Linked DNA regions of Sander lucioperca: region 1 is linked to region 2. A link is a contact called in public Hi-C data. All regions are on one chromosome and are shown on one strand. The core of a region is the stretch at or near the end of the contact, and the rest is flanking DNA. Distances in the headings are between cores, read along the strand shown.

Region 1 (4,565 bases), core at 1,579-4,078, 130 kb before region 2:
AATGGGGAACTGAGATCAAAACGAAGAGGCAACACATGAGCTCAACAGCTGGATGAAGCGAACCATCATCTGGTGCCATTTACCTCTCACCTAGAGTTTGCCTAAATGGAAGCAGAAAGGTTTAAATACAAATACTTGCAAATTCACTTTAAGAAAACTCACCCAAGTTGTGCTCAGTAAATGACAAAAGATTTATTCCAGTGTTGAAGCTTCCTATGACAGAGAAAGAAACCAAGACAACCTTTGTGACCATTTCCTTTAAAATAAAACATGAACATTAAAGTTCTCATATTATGCTCATTTTCAGTTCCATAATTGTATTTAGAGGTTGTACCAGAATAGGTTTATGTGGTTTCATTTTCAGAAAACACCATATATTTGTTGTACTGCACATTGCTGCAGCTCCTCTTTTCACCCTGTGTGTTGAGCTCTCTGTTTTAGCTACAGAGTGAGACATCGCACTTCTATTCCATCTTTGTTGGGAGTTGCACATCCGCAGTAAGTACTGCTAGCTAGTCAGTTGCAGAGTATTAGGGCGTGCCACGCTAGCAGCTAGGCGAGCATTATAACGTGTGTTACAAAGTTTTTATGCTCAGCCTTTTTTAATATAAACAATGGCTCAGTTATATTCAAATGTCCTAGTAAGCCATGACAGTGCAAATCATTCTGTGCAACAGCTCAACATTTTGTCTAATTAATGTTTTATTTTGTTGGCTAAATACAATCACCTGGGTTTTGTTCAGTGGGTATAGGTTACAGTAAATGTATAATTTCAAATAGTTAAGGTAAGACTTTGGAGTTGCTGTATACAGTCACTGGGCACAGTTGCTGCTAATTGCTCGTTAAACCACAATGTCTCATTTTCTATTTCTACACGAGTCAAACACACAACCGGTAAATGTGGCAGGTTTGGAGTCGTTGGAAGGTACATATGACAAAGCTAAGCAGTGTTTTTGCTAAGCTCTTCTAAACATCACGGAGGTACCTCGCTATTGAGCTCACAGAAATTAATTTAACATTAATCGTCTCATCTACAGTATCTCCTAGTAAGAAAGCAAACAAGTTTTGTTTTATTTGTGGATTTCATTGAAACATCACTGGAGATGTTATCACTGTTAGACTCACTTTTCTGGGGGTACTTAGGGAGAGGAGCCACCTGGTAGGCGCAACGTAAGAAGCTGGGCTTTTTTTTCTCTTCGTCCCCCTCTTTGGCTGTCACAGCCTCTCTCTCTTCTCCACACTCATCACTTGGGTCCTCTTCAGGCTCAGCTGCATAATCAGCACTGACCTTATTCTCAGCCCGTGCGAATTCCTCTGTTGACTCCTCTGCCTCCACACTCTCCATCTTTTCCTCATAACTCTCCTGGTCACCAGCAGCAAAGCTTCCATCACTGCCAGATGTATGTGCCACACTTTCTTCTGAATTCCTGTCAAAGAACTGATCATCATCAACAACTTCAGAGGGAGTGGGAGGGATCAGCTTAATTACAGGTGGTGTCAGGAGGCTATCGCAAGATGGTGTGCCATCAGTGCCACTCACAAACAGCAACGGGTTTTCCTCCTCTTCTTCATCATCTTCTCCACTGGTAGAAGTGATAGCCGGTTGGGCCTGGGACTCTATAGGGAGTGAAGACAGAGGCTTCAGGCGTTGCTTTTTCAGAACCCTCCGGCAGGCTGACACAGAGCTGGCTGAGCGGGCCATGGTGTTCCTCGAGGTCACGGGGTCCTCCTCGAACAGGGTGAAGCTGGTGTTAACTATTCCCAGATCCTCTACTGTAATCTGGATAGCCTCCCTCTCACCTGATTCCTCTTGATCCAAGTGTGGATGCTGAGGGCCTGCATTCATCTTCTTTTCCTGCTCCTGCAGAGTGTCCCTCTCCTCACCTTGCCAACATGAGCAGCAGAAAAGCCTGCCTGTAAGACTTTGAGTGCTCTTCCTCCATGGGCGCCTACGAGGCCGCTGTTTCTCTGCATTTGGACTTGTCATAGCAGTGGCTGCCTAACCATACGCTGGCTATACTGCTAAACACACCATTCTTCAGTTTGATCAGATAAACCTCTGCAGACTAAAGAGAAGATCAACAACCATCCACACCTCGGAGATATAATACTGTCCCTGTGATAGGTGCCTAAGCATCTGCACAAACACTCATCAGCAACATGTGTTGCTTAGCAGAGGAGTGAAATAAATGGACCAATTCATGCCGGGTCAGGTGAACACTTGAAATGAATGCTGGGCTTAATCAGCAGGCTTTGATATGTTAAGCAGCATCATTGCAGATACAGCTCTGGTTTCAAAGGGCTCTTATAAGACAGCAACACCCTGCCAAAACAAAATCTTGGCATATGTAATGTAGATAATAATAAGGACAGTAAATTGCATTTGTATGATTATACTGTGTGTGTGTGTGTGTGTGTGTGTGTGTGTGTGTGTGTGTGTGTTTGTAATACAGTATTGCACGTGTCCATACATGACCGTGCATGTGTCAGGGCATGTGATTATATTATTACAAGTCAGTGTTCAATTTCGATGGGTCATCTGTCGGGGACTTAGACTTAGCATGTACTATATGGAAACTGGTGAGAATATTGGCTGGCGGATGCTTGGCTCATACAACCCCTATGGCATCAGATGATGTTTTCTTCATTCCACAGGCCCAGTCCTGTTCTCTGCTACATGATAAGTCATCCAGCATCATCTTAAAACCTTTATGCCACACCACCCACATCGAGAGCTTGTACGAAAAGATAATATCTGTGTGTTTTTCTCACGCCCATAAAGTGACAGTACAGTGATGGGAATAATTACTCACATTACTTCACAAGTAACCTCTCATATTTCAATTTCTCTTCAGAGTGAAAGGAAGCTGCTACTGTGTGTTTTTTATTTAACTCTGTCATTAACTCAGTTTCTTCTATTTTTACATCAGCATTTGGTTCTCCCCTTTTAGAAATGTAGCTCTTGTGTTTACAAGCCACTTTCCAATAGGCAAGATGTTTACCTGCCCAGAGTGTGTAAAATCTAGATTAACTTCCTTCAGTTTTAAAGTTATTCTTTTTCTTTTTATTCATATATTTCTTCTGTATATGCATTATACTACCCACATTCATATGGAAAACTCAGCTCTATGTTTAAATTAATTTAATTAAAATCTACCACAAAGGTTGCCTTTATTGGGGTTTTAACAACACTATGACTATTTTTTCCCAAGTAAAAGCTGATCTCAGACACAGTAACTATTCTCAAATTAGGCTAAACAATTTGTTGGTGTGCAGTAGTATAATGTCTGCACACTGGCAGCAGATAGAAGCAAAAGTAGTGCTTTCAAATTTTTCTAGACACCCTGAGCATTTCAGGTGGTAAAGTTCCAGAGAGACTTAGTTGCTAGGCACAAATTACACCTCTAGGTGATTTCAGTGGGAGGCCAGCTGACTATTGACAGAGTTAGTGCAGGGCTGAAGACTCTTTGTAGTGGAATGAAAAGTGCTTTTATACCCGTGTCACTCAGAAACCCACACGATTGTTTCCACTGGGAGAAACATGGCCTCAGAATTAGCAGCAGATGAGAAACTATTTGAGTTCAGTTTAGCTCAGATTTGAGCATGACACGGCAAAACTAAAAGGCCAAGACACACACAAGCTGAGAGCTACAGTACATTTAGAGAGGTGAGGAGGACATGCATTAGAAAAAGGAAACTTAGCCCTCAGCTGAAAACCATTTTTGGAGTTAAGCATTTAAAAAAAAACTTTATACAGTACTGTACAATGTTTTAACAATGCACACTTGTTCTCAACACTGCAGAATCATACAATTTACATATATTGTATATGTTTTGCTCTTGAAGTAGGGGTTGGTGACATAATCCTGGTCAATACTACATGCCCAACAAAGGGGGGCAGTAGAGAGCAGATGCACAGCACTGACAGGACATAAAACAGAACCCACCACTTCTTAGAACGACCTCCTCTGGTATTCACAAGTCTGGATAAAGTTAAACCACACAAGTGCTTTTCATTCGCAGCCTAGTGAGGCTGGCTTTCATGATATCTTGATCTGGTATTTGCAAGAATATCAAGTTTTGTCATAATCCTTTTTACATGTTGTTTGAATATACATAAGCAGTAGGGGAATGAAAAGATATATGTAGGATTAATGTCCCATCTCCTTTATACGGGATATGTTTGAAATTAGCTGAAAATCTGTGACCTTACTAGCAGATTTATAAAAAATGAGTTCCTTATGACAAATGTTGAGAGACACCGTAAGTGACAGACAGACAAAAATGAATTTTTCACAGCTGCCGTAGCCTGGGGCCGTCTGCGGGAAAGATGACTGAGACAGACATGGAACCCCACCAGTCTCCGCTCTCTGAGTGACAATGTAAATTTTACACTAAACTAATTATTGATCTTTAACTTAGCCTCTTTGGCTTGTTTGACTTTCTCCGTGCATTCATGAAGTTACATCACCCGACTTCATTGCACTTGGTGAGTTAGTCTACATGTCCAGACATAAGTCTGGGAGTATCTGAGCATGCTCTGAGTGTGTTGTTGCTGGTCTCAC
Region 2 (4,797 bases), core at 123-2,622:
GCATAACTTTGGTTCTGAGCAAATATAATTAAAAAAATCTAAACTTGAAAGTTACAGAATTTGTCTAAAACATACTTCAAACAGATAAACACATATACATGTTGAGTAAAACACAATACCTTATCTTTAAAATATTTCTGAGCTTTTTTATGCCATTTCTCATATGTTTATTCTCAGCTTTATTCAAATGGTAGGCTCACAAAACTAATTTAAAGCCCAATACAACACAATACTTTTTAATATAACACTACAATAACAGTATAACACTGCACTACAGAGGTCTGTATGCTGTATATTTTATTTTCACTTACCTTAATGACAAATTTGAGAGGAGCCATTGCAGTGAACACAGCAGTCCGCTAGTTTCACCTAATACAAGTGGATCATGGATTACACAGGGAACACCGTAAAAACAACACAACATAAAGCTGGCAGCAAGCTTAGTTTATCACCTTAACAAAAGACATTTAGTGTCTATAATAAGATAGCTAACGTTAGTCTGTAGGAGATCAATAGCACTTGCAGAGATAACATGGTGGTTTGGTAATAATTACAGTATTTAATTTCTTTACATTGCCATTTATTAGGTTTACCTAAACGCAATACTGTAATGTTAGTCCAGCGCTGCTTAACTTTACCCTAAAAGAGTTTTGATGGTAAAAGTTATATTAGCTAGCTGCACTGGTTAGTTAACGTCATATGTTTTGACCTTAATTCAACTTAATCAAGTTGTGAAGACCAACGTGGGCTCTTCAAATGTAGGTAGATTAAAGCTAAAGTATTTTCGCCGTAAATTATTTAGAGTTTAGCCAACTAGCTAGCTACCTAGCTTGGATAGCTACCTATCCAAGCTAGGTAGCTAGCTAGTTAACGTTAATTGTAACGTCACGTAACGGCGTATTGAGTAACGGTTACCGGTCCAACTGATCTCTCTCACGAGGCGAATGATTCAAGTTGTTAAGAAACAAAATTATGGCTCTAACGTTAAGCCATCATTACCACATTACACGTTAATGACACTATTAGTTTAATAAACTAATGTGGTGTAACGTTATACAACGTTGTGTAAGTAGATTAAAAAAATAACAACAGATGTCAATGTCATACCGCCAAATGTTTTGAATGTTGTCCGATGTTGTCTGTCAGACGATGAGGCGGCGACAGGAGATGACGTCACCTTAAGTTTGTACAGTTTGTAGTCCAACAACTGCAAAGCCACTATGAGTCGGAGCTTTTGGCGAATTAACAAGGTAGCAAGGCGACTGTCCACCTCTGTGCGGGGTAGTGGGGAGTTACTGAGTTTTAGATTAGTCGTGAGAGCAGCCACTTCAGTTTGTTTATCGAATAGGACCATGGATAAGAGAACAGAACCATGCATGAGAAGGAATACCACCAGGACCCAACGCTGTGCGCTACCATGGAAACGAGTTGCGTATTGAAATTGCCTGTTTTAACCTCGACATTATGTTGTCGAATTGTATCTAACTACGGTATTTTTCATCATTAAATAGCCACTGTAATATAAAAATCAACATTGTTTGATTTGTTCAGTGTATTATATAAAGGGGTGTATCCCCAAATATGTTTCATTTTCGTCAGGTAATTCAATAAGCCTCACTATCCAAGTCGTGGCAAGCAAAGCTGATTTAACGCAAAGTAGCGTTTTCTAACAGTCTAAAAGGACACCGTAATAATACAGTCTATGGTAATGACAACTCGTCGTACCGTGGCTACTCAAAAAGCTAATCTCGCTGTTGTTTCTGTAACGTTGGGTTTTCGACGTTGGTGAACCCGCTTTGCCAGTGCCTTGAGAAATTGCTGCTTCAGTGATGTCTCGACTCGTCAAGAAATCTCCATCGCTTTGTACGGATCTACCACTGGGCAACACTGATATTTGTAACAGGCTCCATTTGCTAAGACAGCTTTTGAGATCTTGTATTGGTCCGACAGGTAGACTAAAACAAGTTCATAACAACATTGGAGGACACGTTATAACTACCTCAACCTCCTCAGTTCTCCTTCCAGCCATTTCCTCATCACAGCCTTTTATAAATCTGATAAAAACCTCCATTCTCAACCACGTTTCTCGTTTCAGTGACTGTGGTTTGTTTGCTTCCATTCTTTGTTTGTCTCTTATTGAGCAAGCAAAGCAGTCTGGTCTCCGAGGAAATGTGGCTACCAGCGTGAACAAGCACTTGTTGGGTCTGTGCACTAGTTACCTACAACGACAAGACTGTGGTTGTAAAGTGAAGCTCGACTTCTGCAGCAGCCAGAGCTTGATCACATTAGCTCGCAGTATTATCTCTAGCAAACCAGCATGTGTGCTAACCGAGCGAGAGGCACTTCACATCAGCAAGTTGGCTGTACAAGCTTTTTTGCTGACTGTTCCCTGTAACAACCCGGGTATAGTCAGTCTTGGCAAAATAGTGACCGTCTCTGTTGAAGGTCATTCTGTGCTAAACTCTGCAGTGTTTCCAGGTTTACTGGTGGACATGCCTGATGTCTTTTGCCTCAACAAGGTAGAGAACCTGCATTCAAATCCAATGTGCATGGTGGTGTTCAGTGCATCTCTTGCTGGAGACCTTTCTGACCTGGGAGGGACAATTGAGGTGCACCCGGGTGTAGACACAGACTCGCAGATATTGGATCAGCTCCTAAAGCTCGGTGAACAGGTGGTTAAAGATGAGGTGAAGCTCTTTATATGCCAGAAGGTCATACACCCAGTCCTACAGCAATACCTGAGGAGCCATGGCATCGTAGTGATAGAGAGACTGGGAATCACTCTCATGGAGCCACTTACGCAGCTGACAGGTAGGGGTCTATATGTCTTAAATCCTGGCTGGATCGATCCATTATTTTCAAATTAATATAAAAACAATCCATTTGAAACCACAATACTTTTACATTTGTGTCAACCTCCCAAAGTTTCCAAATACCAAAAATATTGAATTACAGAGACGTGTATAAAATGTACTGTTACTTTGCACTGTGTGTGAGGGTGTGTTTAATTTCTCTCTAAATTTAACTTATAGGGGCTCAACCTGTGGCTACATTGCACATCACAATCCCAACCAAGGCCTACGGGAAGGTGAGGGATCTCAGTATTAAGCAGTTTGGATCCAAGACAATGCTGCATTTACAACCGCCTGGGGATTCGGCGATCTGCACCATGATCCTCTGCCACAGGAACGAGACAATGTTAAGTGAGCTAAAGGTAAGATGCAGTGAGGAGTGTGGCGACTGTACTGTTGACTCGTAAAGAGAGAACCCATGCACAGGAATGGAAATTACATCATAGATTCACTCCTAAACATCAGAGGGATATCTCCCTCCTACTAAGATTTGCATGTCCACTAGATATTATTCCATAAAGCCGCGTACACATGATCAGAGGTAAAACCACCAGGTAGGGCACAGAGCATATTGCAGGCACAGAGACAAAGCGCAGCCTAGGTATACGTCATCATTGCTTCTGGCTTTGGTTGCGCCTTGAAAGGTCAGCGGCAACAAGGGGCGCAACGCCAAGGGTAGCGCTTCTTCCGAGTTGTCGCCACCGCTCTCCCCATAGGAAAATAGTGGCATAGCCAATGCAGAGCGGTTTTACTGTGGATCATGTGTAGGCGGCTTAAAGCAGAAATATGATTGATAATATACTGCCCCATAAAGCTCAATTAGTATGGAGTATGGAGCCTTAGAATAGGGTGGCACCTATACCGGGGGTCTTGGGTGCAGCTGTCGTTATGGACCTACTACACTCTGCTACGCTCTGCGATTCCCCGCAGTGTCCGACTGCGTCCTGCTGCGTCCAACCGCATCCACCCAGGCTGCTGTGCCACACCACACCCCATAACGCCCTGCTGTGCCCTACTATGACATGAACTACTACGACTACCATTGTGGCCACTGTTCCACTATCTTTATTATGACTATTATTGCCACCATTCATCACACCCCCAACCGGTGCCGTCAGGCACCGCCTACCAAGAGTCTGGGTCTGTCCGAGGTTTCTTCCTAACAAAAAAGGGAGTTTTTCCTTGCCACTGTCGCAATAGCTACTGCTAATGCTTTCTCTTGAGGCAACCACTGTAATAGTTGGGGCTTCGTAAACTACAGAGTGTGGTCTAGACCTACTCTATCTGTAAAGTGTCTCGAGATAACTCTTGTTATGATTTGATACTATAAATAAAATTGAATTGAATTAAATTGAGTTAGTTTTTTACTAACACAGCCAGGGGGAGGGAATCAACTTTTGGTCAGCACTTTTGGTGAAAGCATCAACTGGCATCACATATTTTTTTTAAACCTTGAGAAACGCATAATAATAGCTTTTACACAGAGACATCAGCTTGGAATGTGTGAGGCAAGTTTGACAGATGAACTGATGTGGTAATATGTGTCCTTTTTAAAGGTGGTTTGCCAGAAGACTGAACATGTGTTGAGGCTCACCCTGAGGGAACCAGCTGCCTTACTTGGAGGTGGGTGTACTGAGACCCACTTAGCTGCCTACGTAAGACACAAGGTGAGATCCAATATTTTGCCTAAAACAGTCCAATTTGATTAATTTCACGTCTTCACAGTAAACTCATGAACATATTTCCGTCTTAGAGCATGGATAAAGTCACAGAGACAGTATCTGTACTAGGGTGCTCACAGACAGAGTACCTTCGCGGCGTGGAGGGATTTTGCCAATCTCTGGAGTCTGTGGCCGCAGCGCTGCAGCACGACGGTGGGAATTCTTTAATGGATCTGACTCATGCTCACCACTGGAGTCACCCTGCAGATGTCATGGAAGAACGC

Evidence for each region. A called contact is a pair of places that touch in the nucleus more often than the background predicts.
Region 1: a contact with region 2 is called in a Hi-C map of muscle, with 7 times the contacts expected there. The contact joins the promoter of LOC116051362 here to the promoter of LOC116051324 in region 2. A contact is called at or near these places in 2 of 2 Hi-C or Micro-C datasets (liver and muscle).

Annotation. Positions count from the first base shown.
Region 1 is chr15:14,828,164-14,832,728 of SLUC_FBN_1.2, reverse strand. LOC116051362 reads right to left here and starts at 2,828. Exons shown (of 16, transcript XM_035992523.1): 1 at 1,126-2,828; 2 at 163-213. The coding sequence starts at 1,987.
Region 2 is chr15:14,697,250-14,702,046 of SLUC_FBN_1.2, reverse strand. LOC116051324 (protein SLX4IP) reads right to left here and starts at 1,372. Exons shown (of 8, transcript XM_031301652.2): 1 at 1,108-1,372; 2 at 312-369. The coding sequence starts at 338. It overlaps mkks (McKusick-Kaufman/Bardet-Biedl syndromes putative chaperonin), which reads left to right and starts at 1,830. Exons shown (of 4, transcript XM_031301640.2): 1 at 1,830-2,811; 2 at 3,033-3,214; 3 at 4,409-4,519; 4 at 4,606-4,797. The coding sequence starts at 1,830.